Regions from separate parts of the Bos taurus genome. Here region 1 is linked to region 2. The links are chromatin contacts, called in public Hi-C maps. All regions are on one chromosome and are shown on one strand. The core of a region is the stretch at or near the end of the contact, and the rest is flanking DNA. Distances in the headings are between cores, read along the strand shown. Region 1 overlaps LOC104972036 (a long non-coding RNA gene). Region 2 has its middle 91 kb from the start of SYPL1.

Region 1 (5,821 bases), core at 782-3,281, 300 kb before region 2:
AATAAAATAAATGAAAAAAGAGAGTTGAACAGAAGTTAAGAAATTAAAAAAAAATCAGTGAAAATATTGTTTTAGGGTGAACTGATGATGATTAATCTTGAGTTATTGCAGACCATGAGAGCAATTTAGGTAATAAAAAGTTCATTCAACTATGACTATGAAGACACATGCTCTGGTCCCAGTTTTGCCACTAATTGCCGAGTGATTCAAAATAAAACACACATCACTATAGCTCCCAGTGCTACATTCTTTTCTGAAATGAGGGACTTGAACTAGGAGGTTTCTGAAGTTTCTTCCAACCCCAGAAAGGAATTGAAACATATTTCAACCTCTCATTTTTTCAAATAGATGCTGTCTTTCTCAAGGACCATAAACTGGTATTAATCACTTTACATTTTCAGTGTCTTTTCCAATATCAACATATTCTTGACACATTTTAAGGCCTTACCTAATAATATACAACTTGCAGTGACTGAATAAACAACTACAACAAAAACAACAGAATCTTCTCTTTTCACCATTAATTCCTCCTAAGTCAAAGGTGAGCTTCCCAGGTGGCACAGTGGCAAAGGATCTGCCTGCCAATGCAGGAGACACAAGACACATGGGTTCCATCCCTGGGTCGGGAAGATCCCCTGGAGTAGGAAATGGCAAGCCACTCCAGTATTCTTGCCTGGAAAATTCCATGGACAGAGAAGCCTGGCAGGCTACAGTCCATGGGATTGCAAAAAGTTAGATGTGACAGAGCAACTGAGCACACATAAAGCTAAAGGTGGTGCATAAGTAACCATGCTCAGTTTTGGGTTACAAGACTGAAGTAGCACGACAGAGAGAAACTGTTTTCTCAATCACCTTTATCCTTTGTTAGCCATGCCAATCAAGTGTGCTTTTGATTGTCAGAGGCCGGAGAGGAAGTGTCTTCATGGTTCTCATGTCAACCAATCCCTACAATCAAAAGAGAATTCCAAAATTCTTTGATGATGAGTCAGTGGGACTTTCTTCTTCAGGATGAAAAGTTCAAAGCATCAGTCTAGTTTTCTCCTTATAGAGCATATAGTCACACAATGAAAGCATGTTCTAATGAAAAGTTGGATATGTCCAGCAAATATTTCATACTTGGAGCCTGATTCTTTGTTTTTATAGGCAAGGACTGGCTATTTAAAATCATGGAGGAAAGTTACTACGTGAACATCAACATAAATGTGGAATTAAACTTACTCATTGGGACAGATAGATATGAGCCAGTGTGACAAATCAGAGATAAAGGTAGGCCTTTGGAAAAGAATGGAGAGTTTGAGGGCAAGTGACATTGATCTGAAAACTGGACCAAGTGAATCCGGGGCATTTGAAGAAGTTTGAACTCTGACTGGAGAGTCTGCAGAGAGAAAGGATTTGAAACAGCCGTGTTAGGCTCTGGGATGCATTTCCCAGATCCCCTTTCGATAAAGACTCAAGGTCCCAGCTCCTAGGAGTGCTGTGGGCCAGCAGCCCTCAGTTGTCAACATCTTGAGGGATTGTCCCATCTGCAGTCAGCTGCCGCCTCCAAGATTGTGCCCCTCCCTCTGGTGGCCAGCATCCAATGACTGATCAATGTGAGGACCTCAGTTAGCAAATCAATTGCCGTACCATATGATACATTAATGATATAAATGGCACCTTTTACACTGCAATCCAGGGGTGGTTTGGAGAAGGAAATGGCAACCCACTCCAGTATTCTTGCCTGGGAAATCTATGGACAGTGAAGCCTGGGCTACAGTCTATGGGATCGCAAAGAGATGGACATGATTTAGCAACTAAACTACCCCACCAGCAAAGGTGGTTGAAGACTTCTGCGTGGTGGCAAGTTCACAGAGCACTGGATCTGTGCTGTTCAGAGACCAGGAGGAGGATGTGTGCTGGGAGGCCCCATTTGAAGGCCCAGCAGTGGCCTAGGAGCTTTGTCTGTGACTCTCCATCCATAGTGGGGAATGAATCTGGGGTGCCCTGTACTCAGAGGGTTCAGAGAACAAAGCCGAGGCAGTCACTTGTTTGCTGGCCAGGCTAGCTCCTAATCTTGGAACAAGTCAGTGTTTTCTGACAAGGAGGCTAATTTTAGCTTGAGTGAATATCTGTGGTTGTTTATTAATTCAACATCCAATGGAATTAAGGAAGGAAACAGTGAGTCAGACACCATTTATGTGCATCCTCAGCAGTTAGTTTCTTTGGAACCAGAGGCAGAAAAACAGATTGGTTTTACAATCTTCTCATGAACATTGGGAGACAGTTTTTATCTGGTTTGCAATCACTTTTGTGTCTAGTATTTCAAAGCAGGGTTGCCTGGGACCTGTTCACTGTCCAGGGTGATGCAAGCTTTGAGACGGAGTTGCCTTCAAATTTGAACTCTTCTCTATCCCCAAAGAATCTTAATCGCTTGTGCTCAGGAAACCTGAATTCTACCATCACTGCCTGGGAACCTGCAGGCTGTAGTTCATGACTCTGGGTCTTAAAAGACTTTGCTATTAGGAGAGCCTCTTTGGCCAGCTTCAACTCCCTTTCATGTGTAGCTGCTCAACATTAATAATAAATTGCAAAACTAGTCCCTTGGAAGCCAGCCACAGCCAATTCCAAACTATAACTCTGTTTGTTGCTTCAATTCCATCTGGTTTCCTCTCTCAGCTGGTCCTGTCATGAGATTGGGAGTGATCTTGGGAAGACACGGGTGATGGAAAAAGAAAAATTGAAGATGATGGAAAAAGAAAAATTGAAAGCTTGCTGTGTCTTTCTCGCTCCTGTAGAAAGTTTAGTAAACAGATGAATCCTTCTCTTGTTTACATCTAGCTTTTCATGAGTTCTGTTTAATTTAGTCAACATACTGTATTCAATAAGGGGGGGGGGGAGGGAGATTACTTCTAAGACAGGCAAGTGGAGGTTCAGTGTCTGAATAATCTCCTGAGGAGGTCTAGGGGACATGAAAGATAAGATTTTCTTAAGGGAGTAACCGTGCCAGTGTGGTAAACATGCATGCTGCTCCCCAGTATTGCCAGTTCTTCCCCCATTCTGGGCACTTGGGAGGATGCACTTTCCCACTCGTTGAAGTTAGTGGACATATGGTTTGTTTTAGTGAATGTCAAATGAGAAGAGATCATGTGTGTTACTTCTGGGTGGAACCATTCAAGAGCCAATGCATCCTTTCCCATGCTTTCTTTTCCCCTGCTGTGACAAACACTTGAAGTTTCCTGATGACACAGTGGCATCGTTAGATGATTTGGAGTTACTGTGGACTGGGAGTCAAGCTCACTACCAATCTCCATTGAACATGTAGTAGAAATGGTGAATACTTACTGTGTTAAGTCATGGAGACTTTGTTTTTGTAATTTTTGCTTACTACTGCAGCTAACCTAGCCTTTCCTAGCTAAGCTGTTGTGGCACTGATTAGCCTCAAAGAAAAGATCTCTATTAATATTTTGGAATCACATTAATAGAAAAGTTCCTTTGCTCTGCAGTCAGCAAGTCTTGCCCTCTCTGATATTTTTTGTACCTCACTCTTACATGACAAAGGAGAGCCAAAGATCACCAAGTATTTGAGAAATCTTCCAATTTGGAAGGCTCTGTACATACAAAAGCAACAGAAAAAAAAAAGGAGGAACTCAGAAAAAAAGCTTAGGTAATTCATGGAGAAGGAGGGAAAAAAGAATATATATATATATATATATGTGTGTGTGTGTGTGTGTGTATATATAATTTATATCTTCAGAAAGATGAGATATTGCATCCATGAAACAAAACAAAGTTATAGAAAATTTGAAAGAACTACTGTATATAAAATAGATTAACTAATAAGGATCTCCTGTATAGCATAGGGAACTCAGCTAAATACTCTGTAATGACCTATATAGGAAAAAAATCTAAAGAGTGAATATATGTATATACATAACTGACTCACTTTGCTGTATAGCAGAAAATAACACAGCATTGCAAATCAACTATACCCCAATAAAACATTTTTTAAAAGAACTCTTATAAATGAAAGACATTGATAGAATTTTTTAAAAATTCAAGAAAGATTAGAAGAGAACTCTTCCAGAATGAAGGGAAAAAAATTTTAAATAGAGACAATAGGAGTAAAAAGATCAATCCCTGAGGTCCAGTCTTTATTTAATATGTGTTTCAGGAAGTCTGAACAGAAAGAGAGGACAGGGGAGGAAATTATCAAGGATATAACACGAGAAAAATTCTTAGTGTAATGAGTCAGTGGAGTAGCCAGCACAATGAATAAAAGAAGAAATACTTCAAGGCACATCAGAATGAAATGTCAAAAGGCCAAGAATAAAACATTCGTACAACTGTCAAAAAGAAAACACACACAAAGGATGAGAATACCGAGAACTGTCAGAAGGTACAAACCAATAGCACCGTGCCTTTAAAATCTTGAGGACAAATAATTTTCAACCTAAAATCCTATACCCAATCAGAGAGCCAAGTATTAGAAGAATTGTTAGCTATGCAGTGTTTCAAAAATTAGACTTCCAGACATTTCTCCAAAAACGCCACATGCTTCACCAATAGCTAATCCACCCAAATGATAGTAGCTAAGGCAATGGCACCCCACTCCAGTACTCTTGCCTGGAAAATCCCATGGACGGAGGAGCCTGGTGGGCTACAGTCCATGGGGTCACTAAGAGTCAGACACGACTGAGCGACTTCACTTTCACTTTTCACTTTCATGCATTGGAGAAGGAAGTGGCAACCCACTCCAGTGTTCTTGCCTGGAGAATCCCAGGGACGGGGGAGCCTGGTGGGCTGCCATCTCTGGGGTCGCACAGAGTTGGACACGACTGAAGCGACTTAGCAGCAGCAGTAACAGTACTTATACATATTTATATACGTGCTCATTTGATCTTGAGGACAGCTGAATGAGGGAAGTACTGTTCTTTTCACAATGATTTTACAGGTAGGAAAATTTAGGCATAGACAGGCAATGTCTCCAAGGTGGCACAACTAATAATACAGAGCTAGAGTCTGAACTCAGCAGTTTAACCCCAGAGACTATGTTTAGATCACTATTTTACATGACCTTCAAGATAGACATTTAACCCCGGAAACAATGTGCTCAATGAAATGAAAGAAAATTTTAGAATAATAACTGTACAGCAGACCTGAAATAAAATAGTCAATATTGGAATGGAAGAATGAAGGACTCTAAAAGAATATCTCCAGAGGAAAAAAAGAAGGGATAGTTTATCTGACTTATTTGTTTATTGAGGTGATGTCCTAGGGAGATTTAAGCTACTCAAGTGAAAATATGAGGCATTTCTTTCTCTTTTTTTTCCAGTTACAAAGTATTTTTAATCTTCACAAATGAAACAGTTATCAGAAAAGCTGTCACTTTCTCTACAAGATTACTTTCTAGGGGATCGAATTTCTTTTCCTGGAAGAACCCAAGAAAACATGAGGCATTTTTTAACTCCAAGAAGTGAACAGTAAAATAAGCACAGTTTACTATCTACTTCAGATATAAAAGCATTTATATATTTATAGTATATTCTGAATATTGATTTCAGAACTATGGTTTTTTACCTTCAGAGGCAGAATTTCCTACTATTGGGAACAGATTAGAAAATTCTCTCTCCACAAAACAAATACAGCATTGTGGGAAAATATCAGAAACTGATCACTTAAGGGCTCTAAAAGTTAACCAAAGGCAAACAACAATTTAAGAAGCATGTGTTCAGGAAAAACTGCTAGTACTTTGAATAAGAACAGTGGGAGTTTACAGCCTTCTTGCCTGGGGCTGCTTCCATCTCCTCCAGCTCAGTTGGTGAGAAACATAGCTTTTCTAGAG
Region 2 (6,091 bases), core at 2,287-4,786:
TGGGCCCCTGTCCCAGTGGCTGACTCGGGAGGTCTGGGGAAAGGTTAAAAATGTGGATTTCTACCAAGTTGCCAGATAAGCTGCTGCTGCTAATTGGGAGACCACCATCTGAGGATCATTCTTTTTCTTTTTTTGCCACGCAGCGTGTGGGATCCTAGGTCTCCAAAGAGGGATTGAATTCGTTTTCCCTGCATTGACAGCTCTGAGTCTTAAGCTCTAGACCACCAGGGAAGTCCCATGAGGAACACTGTTTCGTCTGTTTTCCCTTCTCAGCTTCAGCCTCCAGCATTTCTCTTGCCACCTTTTGAGGACAAGTGTGTGGTAGTGAGTGCCTTCTCCAGGTTCCCCTTGTAAGACTTGACCCCTCATTCCCTGACAGCGGGGAGTGTTAGGCACCTCTGATTGCACTAGCCTCAGAAAACTGGATGTTCAGAGATTTCCTGAGTGCCCCTGGGTGTCAAGAACACGGTGAACGCACACAGATAATCCTCCGAGGTGGTGGTCTGGCACGTAACAGGGATGCCTTCGCTGCCCTCCTGGCTTCCGGCTGGTCACAGGGTGAAACAGCCGCCACTGCCAGGCGAGTCAGATGGGTGCCTGGTGTGCTCACCAGCCTGCAGGCAGACTCCCAAGGAATGTGCAGCGCTCCAGGTATGCACAACCACGCAGGCAGGCAGGGTCAGAGGGCCGGGCTGCGAGGGAGCAGGGAAGGAGCCTGGAGGGTTCCTACCCTGATGAGGGGTACTGTGATCTCCCAGCCCATTACCCCCAAGAGGCCAGCAAGTTCCATCCTGTACTCACAACCCGTCAGACACATTAGGTCTAAGAAATGCAGGGCAAGGAACAATGGTTTAACTAACGCCTTTTTTCATTCATTCAACCAACATTTGTTTGAGCTTCTACTATATGGGCTTTAGGTTAATCTTGATATCTAAAGGGGATTAAAACATAATCAATCCCTTTCAAGTTGTTCACAATATGGTATAGGAAGCTGGACAGGAAGAAGGTATCCCAGTGAAGCACCTTTAGAGGCGGTATAACCCATGGCTAAGAGCTCTAGAGCCAGAACATCTAGCTCCAAATTCTGTGCACCCTTGGGCAAGTCACTTAACCTCTCTGGGTCTCCACATCCTTACCCGTAAAAATGAGACAATACGTCATAGGTACATCTGGTGTAAGGTCTAAATGAATTAATAGAGACTTCCCTGGAGATCCAGTGGCTAAACCTGTGTTCCCAACACAGGGGCCTGGGTTTGTTTTCTGGTTAGGGAACTATTAATAGATCCCACACGCTGCAACTAAGAGCTCACATACCACAGCTAAAGATCCTGCCTGCCGTCATCAAGACCCGGCACAGCCAAATAAAAATAAATAAATAAATATTTTTTAAAATGAGCTAATACATCCGAAGTGCTAACAGTGTAGCTGGTGCCGAATCCTGGTTGCTAACTATTGGCAATATTGGCATGACAAAGCGAAAGGTGCTGAGGACATGCAGGGAGGAGAGGTCGGAGACCCAGACATAAAGCTCAGCACCTCAGAGCGGCAGCCGGCCCTCTGTCACACGAGCAGGTGCCAACAGCACCGCAAGGCCCCTTCCGGTGAGAGCGGCGGGCCGGAGGGCCAGCCAGTAGGCACACTGGACACAGAAGTGGAATTTCTCCTGCCTAGATGTGGAGGAGTTAGGGAAGAGTGAAGGGCCTCTCTACTTCACTTGGATTCAGGGGACGTTTGACAACATCTCACTCACAGTCAAGGGCATCAGCTGAGACTAGCCCTGGTGGTTCCGTGCTCGGGCAGGCCTCTCCTCCACTCAGGGCCCCCCGGAATTCGGGGCTACATCCTCCGTCCCGGCCCCACCCCTTCAGTGCCCCCACTCCATCTCTGGGCCTGTTTTCCTGTTCTTTTCGCAACTGCCACTGAGAACCTGCTGCTGTGCACACACACCAGCTCTCCTGGCCAGAGGGCCTGCCAACACCGCAGCACTTGCCGGCTGGAAACTCTCAGACAGCCTCGGGCCAAGGCTTTTGGGAACACAGCCCTGTCCATGAAGACCCAGGTCAAGAAAGGATGACATGAGAGCCAGAGCTCACAGCAAGGCCAGTGGCTCCCTGGACAGTGACTCAGGGGCAAGTGGGTCAGGAGAGAACTGGCCAGCAGGCAGCCCTCCTCTCAGCTGCCAATCTGGGTGGCCCCGGCCATGTGGATCACCCTTGCTGGACTCAGCTGGACCTCCAGCTTGTGGTCTTCCGGTGCTCATGTGCCGTGAGGGTGACTGATCACAGAGAAGAGAGAAATCACCGAGCAAATTCAGAGTGTGCCCAGGGTCTGCCTTGTGCTGTCTTATTCTCTAAGCACTTCTTGCCTGCTCCCTTCTCCCCAACTCCAGTTAAGAAAAAAGGGAGGGACCAAGTGCTTGGAACATCCTGGATGCTAATTTCAATCTAAAACCTTGGGTAAGAGCCCTGGCCTGCAGCCCTCAACTTCCAGCTCAGCCACCCTAGGCCTCCATGGCTATAAACACCCAAGCGTTTGATGAGGCAGCAACAGACCCCAGGCAAGCCTGGGGGTCTGGGTGCCCTGAGCAGCAGAGTGGACCCAAAGATCTCAGGTGAGACCCGCCAGCTGCAAACAACAGCCAGTGTGATGACAACGACAACATCTGGAGGGAAGGAGAGCCAGGCAAGGGAGATGGAGAGGGGTGAGGTTCTCACAGCCCAGAGGCACTGGTACTGCCAGGACCCAGGGGCCCAGTGCTGCCATCAGCAGATACCCAGAAGGTAGCATGAATGAGCAGAGCATAAAGATGGAAAGAAAAGGGAACGGTAGGAACTATGATGAACTGAAATTCAGATTTTTAAATAATACCATATCAGCCAAATAAAATCCTGCCTCAGGCCTGCAGATGTCGTGCATGACACACAGTCCCAGCTGTGTGGAGGAGGCGACCCCAAAGGGATATTCCACCATCAGCCATTCATTCTTTGTTTCTTCTGTCTCCGGGTAAAATGCAGACTGTGGGCTTTAAGATTTCTTAGCTAACACAGTTTTCCTTACTGGTTTCTTTAAGATAGAAGGAAGGAAGAATAGAAAAAATACTCAGCATGAATGGGTAAATTATTTGATAAATTAACATTTATTAATATGTTCGGAATCAAATGTTACTTGTATGAGGTGGCAGTTGTTCAAGGAAAGGAACACTTGGCTTGGAGTCAGACAGGCTTGAGTCTAAATCCTGGCTCTGCCACCCACTAGGAAGTTAATTAACTTCCCTAAGCTGCAGCTTCCTCCTTGGGAAAGTAGCAATAATATGCCTACCCTGGATGACTATGAAGATTCAATAAAACAAATCCAGGACAGTGTGCGACCTAAGATAATTCACACTCAATAAATGTTGTATGAACTCTAACCATCTGAGAGCCAGGTTCTGCAGGACAGAGACTAAGGGCTGGAGGAGAGAAGGGCAGGGAAGAGCCCTTCAGAGCAGCGCTCTCCCGGAGCCTGCGTCAGAGTCCAGTCTACCTCGGAGCCACATGGGGCCACACTGCCCCGCTGCGGCCACTGGCCGCACTACAGCTGCACCTGGCTCGTGCCTCATCTTTCCTCTGCCACTGGAGGACTAGCAGGCCAGTAGACCTACTTCACCCTTGTCTCTGCTCCCTGTGAGGCCCTCATGCTGTCTTACACAGAGCTGGTTGGCTGCTGAAGGTAATTATCTGAGACTGCAAGACCCAGGCTTGTCCAATCTCCCAAGCAAGCTGCCCAGACTGGGGGGCATTTGCTTAGCTTCCCTGATCCAGCACTAACCTCAGATTTCCAGCCCAGATGGTGTATCAGGACACCAGGGGGAGACATTTAAAGAGGGAGTGATGTGTACATTCTACCCTACTCCAGTGGAATCAGAATCTCAGGGTGAATTGGAGAAGCCATAAAAAATGAAAAAAACTCGAGGAATCTCAAACATAGTCAGTCTTGAAAACGCATTGTTTCAACCTCCGCTGTGCCGCACCCAGTCCCCTCCCGAGTCTGTCGCGGCTGTATAAGTAGCACAAGCAAGAAAAGACAGTGTTCCGTGCACTGAAGTTAGTATTCTCGTGGAGCGGGAAAAGCGAGGGGTGAGGAGCCAGTGAGATGGGTAGAGAGAATAAGGGGCACGAGGAAAGATGCAGAAAGGCAGGACAAGGGGAAGCAAAACTGGTGTGCGTGTGTGTGCACACACACACGTGCACAAAGATGGGGCAGAAAGGAGAAAGGAGGGAGATACAGGAAGGCAGATATTCATGACCATGACAACATTTTGTAAGGCAAGAGATAATTCAAGCCAAATCAATGAATAAATCCTAGATTAAGAAAAAAATGTTTTAATCTAGGCAAAGGGTTAATATATGTGACATGCAAATGCTCTTACATATTGACAAGAAAACAAACAACACAATAGTCAGAAAGAGAAAATCCAAATAGCCAAGTCATGAAAAGATGGGGGAGTGCACAAGTGGTTGGGGAAATGCAGATGGTTATTTTATATCCAAGCGGCTGGCAAAAATCAAAAAGCCACTTACTTATGGCTAATTAGGATGCAGGAGAAGTGATTTCTTTAAATCTGCATGATAAAAATATCAACTGTCAAGGAACTTTGAAAAGCTATCTAACACCATGTAACAAAATTCACCTCTCATCATTTAGTCCACCTGCTCCAGTGCTGGGACTAGATGGCCTAGAGAGAAAATCCCCTGTACATAACGACGTGTGCTCAAGACTGTGCACTGCCACACTGCTCGTGGCAACAAAAACACTGGTAACGAAGAGGAAGTCCACAAACAGGGTGCTGTTGAATAATGTTAATACATCCCGCCAGCTTAATATGCCTTAAACATCAATCAAGGAGAATGAATATAAGCCTTACCACAGTCGGATTGCAGAGACTGAGTGTTGTTGGATAAACTGCAGTAGGCAAAATGTTTATAATATTGCTCCGTTTTTGTGAAGCATAAACACTGATAGAAACTCCTGTCTGTGTGTTCATGTGTGTGTTTACGTGTGTGTAGAGAGCTGGCTTGTAGGCAGCACACACTGACAGAGCCACTGGTATTCAGCTGGTGTTTATTCTCATTGGTTGCTACTGTGCATATTTGTGCTACATATTTTGGATGTCACTCATACATGTATGTGATCATATTATTGCACGTAAGTACACAAGAAGTACGGGGCTTCCCAAGTGGCTCAGTGGTAAAGAAACTTCCTGCAACGCAGGACACGCAGATTCAATCCCTGGGTTGGGAAGTTCCCCTGGAGTAGGAAATGGCAACCCACTCCAGTATTCTTGCTTGGAAAATCCCGTGGACAGAAGTGCCTGGTGGGCTACAGTCTGTGGGGTTGCAAAGAGTCAGACACGACTTAGTGACTGAGCATACATATAAGAAATACGGAGAAAATACAAATAGGAATATTATAAGGTGTTAACATGAAGTATGTGGGAAGGAAAACAGGGCTTTGGTGGGATGGGGGAAGAAGGGTAGCCAATCTAATAAACAAAGAAAAATAAAGCAGTTTAAAAAAATGTGTAACATGATCATAGTTATGTTATATCCACCCATGTAAAATTATATGCATATATGTTTTCATGTATACACACTTTCCTAAAATATAATTGTTAAGAGTTTATACAATTTGATTATTTTTGAAATAATGTTGTTTAATAAACCAAATCCCAGAGAAGCTACACAGGCTTAAGAATCCTGCCAGAAGAGGGAACTAGAAGTGTGGAGCGGGAGTACCCATACAAGGCAGAAGTAAACCTCTGATGTAACACGGCCAGCAAACTCTAGACCCCACCTGAATGCAACAAGTAAAGGCTTAAGGAGGGATCTGCTTACTTCAAATGCAAAAGCAGCGATGAGGAACAAGAAGGATCAAGGAAACACGTCATCACCAAAAACTCCAGTAACCCTCAATTAGTGAGACTCTTCGACAAACGGTGCTGGGAAATCGGGACAGCTACAAGTAAAAAAAGCAATTAGATCATTCTCTAACATGATACACAAAAATGAGCTCAAAATGGATTAAAGACCTAAATGTGAGATCGGACACTATA

The links. Hi-C and Micro-C count contacts between places; a contact is called where the count stands out from the background.
Region 1: a contact with region 2 is called in a Hi-C map of skeletal muscle, with 7 times the contacts expected there. The contact joins two enhancer-like sites. A contact is called at or near these places in 2 of 11 Hi-C or Micro-C datasets (liver and skeletal muscle).

The regions. Positions count from the first base shown.
Region 1 is chr4:47,566,086-47,571,906 of ARS-UCD2.0, reverse strand. All of the region lies in intron 4 of LOC104972036 (a long non-coding RNA gene), which reads left to right. Among named protein-coding and RNA genes, the nearest start is that of NAMPT, 210 kb to the right of the region's middle. Within about 2 kb of position 2,031, at least 31 of the 102 cell types and tissues checked have an H3K27ac peak or open chromatin away from gene starts, as enhancers often do. A contact at or near this core is called in liver and skeletal muscle, where this site is marked.
Region 2 is chr4:47,267,841-47,273,931 of ARS-UCD2.0, reverse strand. No RefSeq gene overlaps it. Among named protein-coding and RNA genes, the nearest start is that of SYPL1, 91 kb to the right of the region's middle. Within about 2 kb of position 3,536, at least 20 of the 102 cell types and tissues checked have an H3K27ac peak or open chromatin away from gene starts, as enhancers often do. A contact at or near this core is called in liver and skeletal muscle, where this site is marked.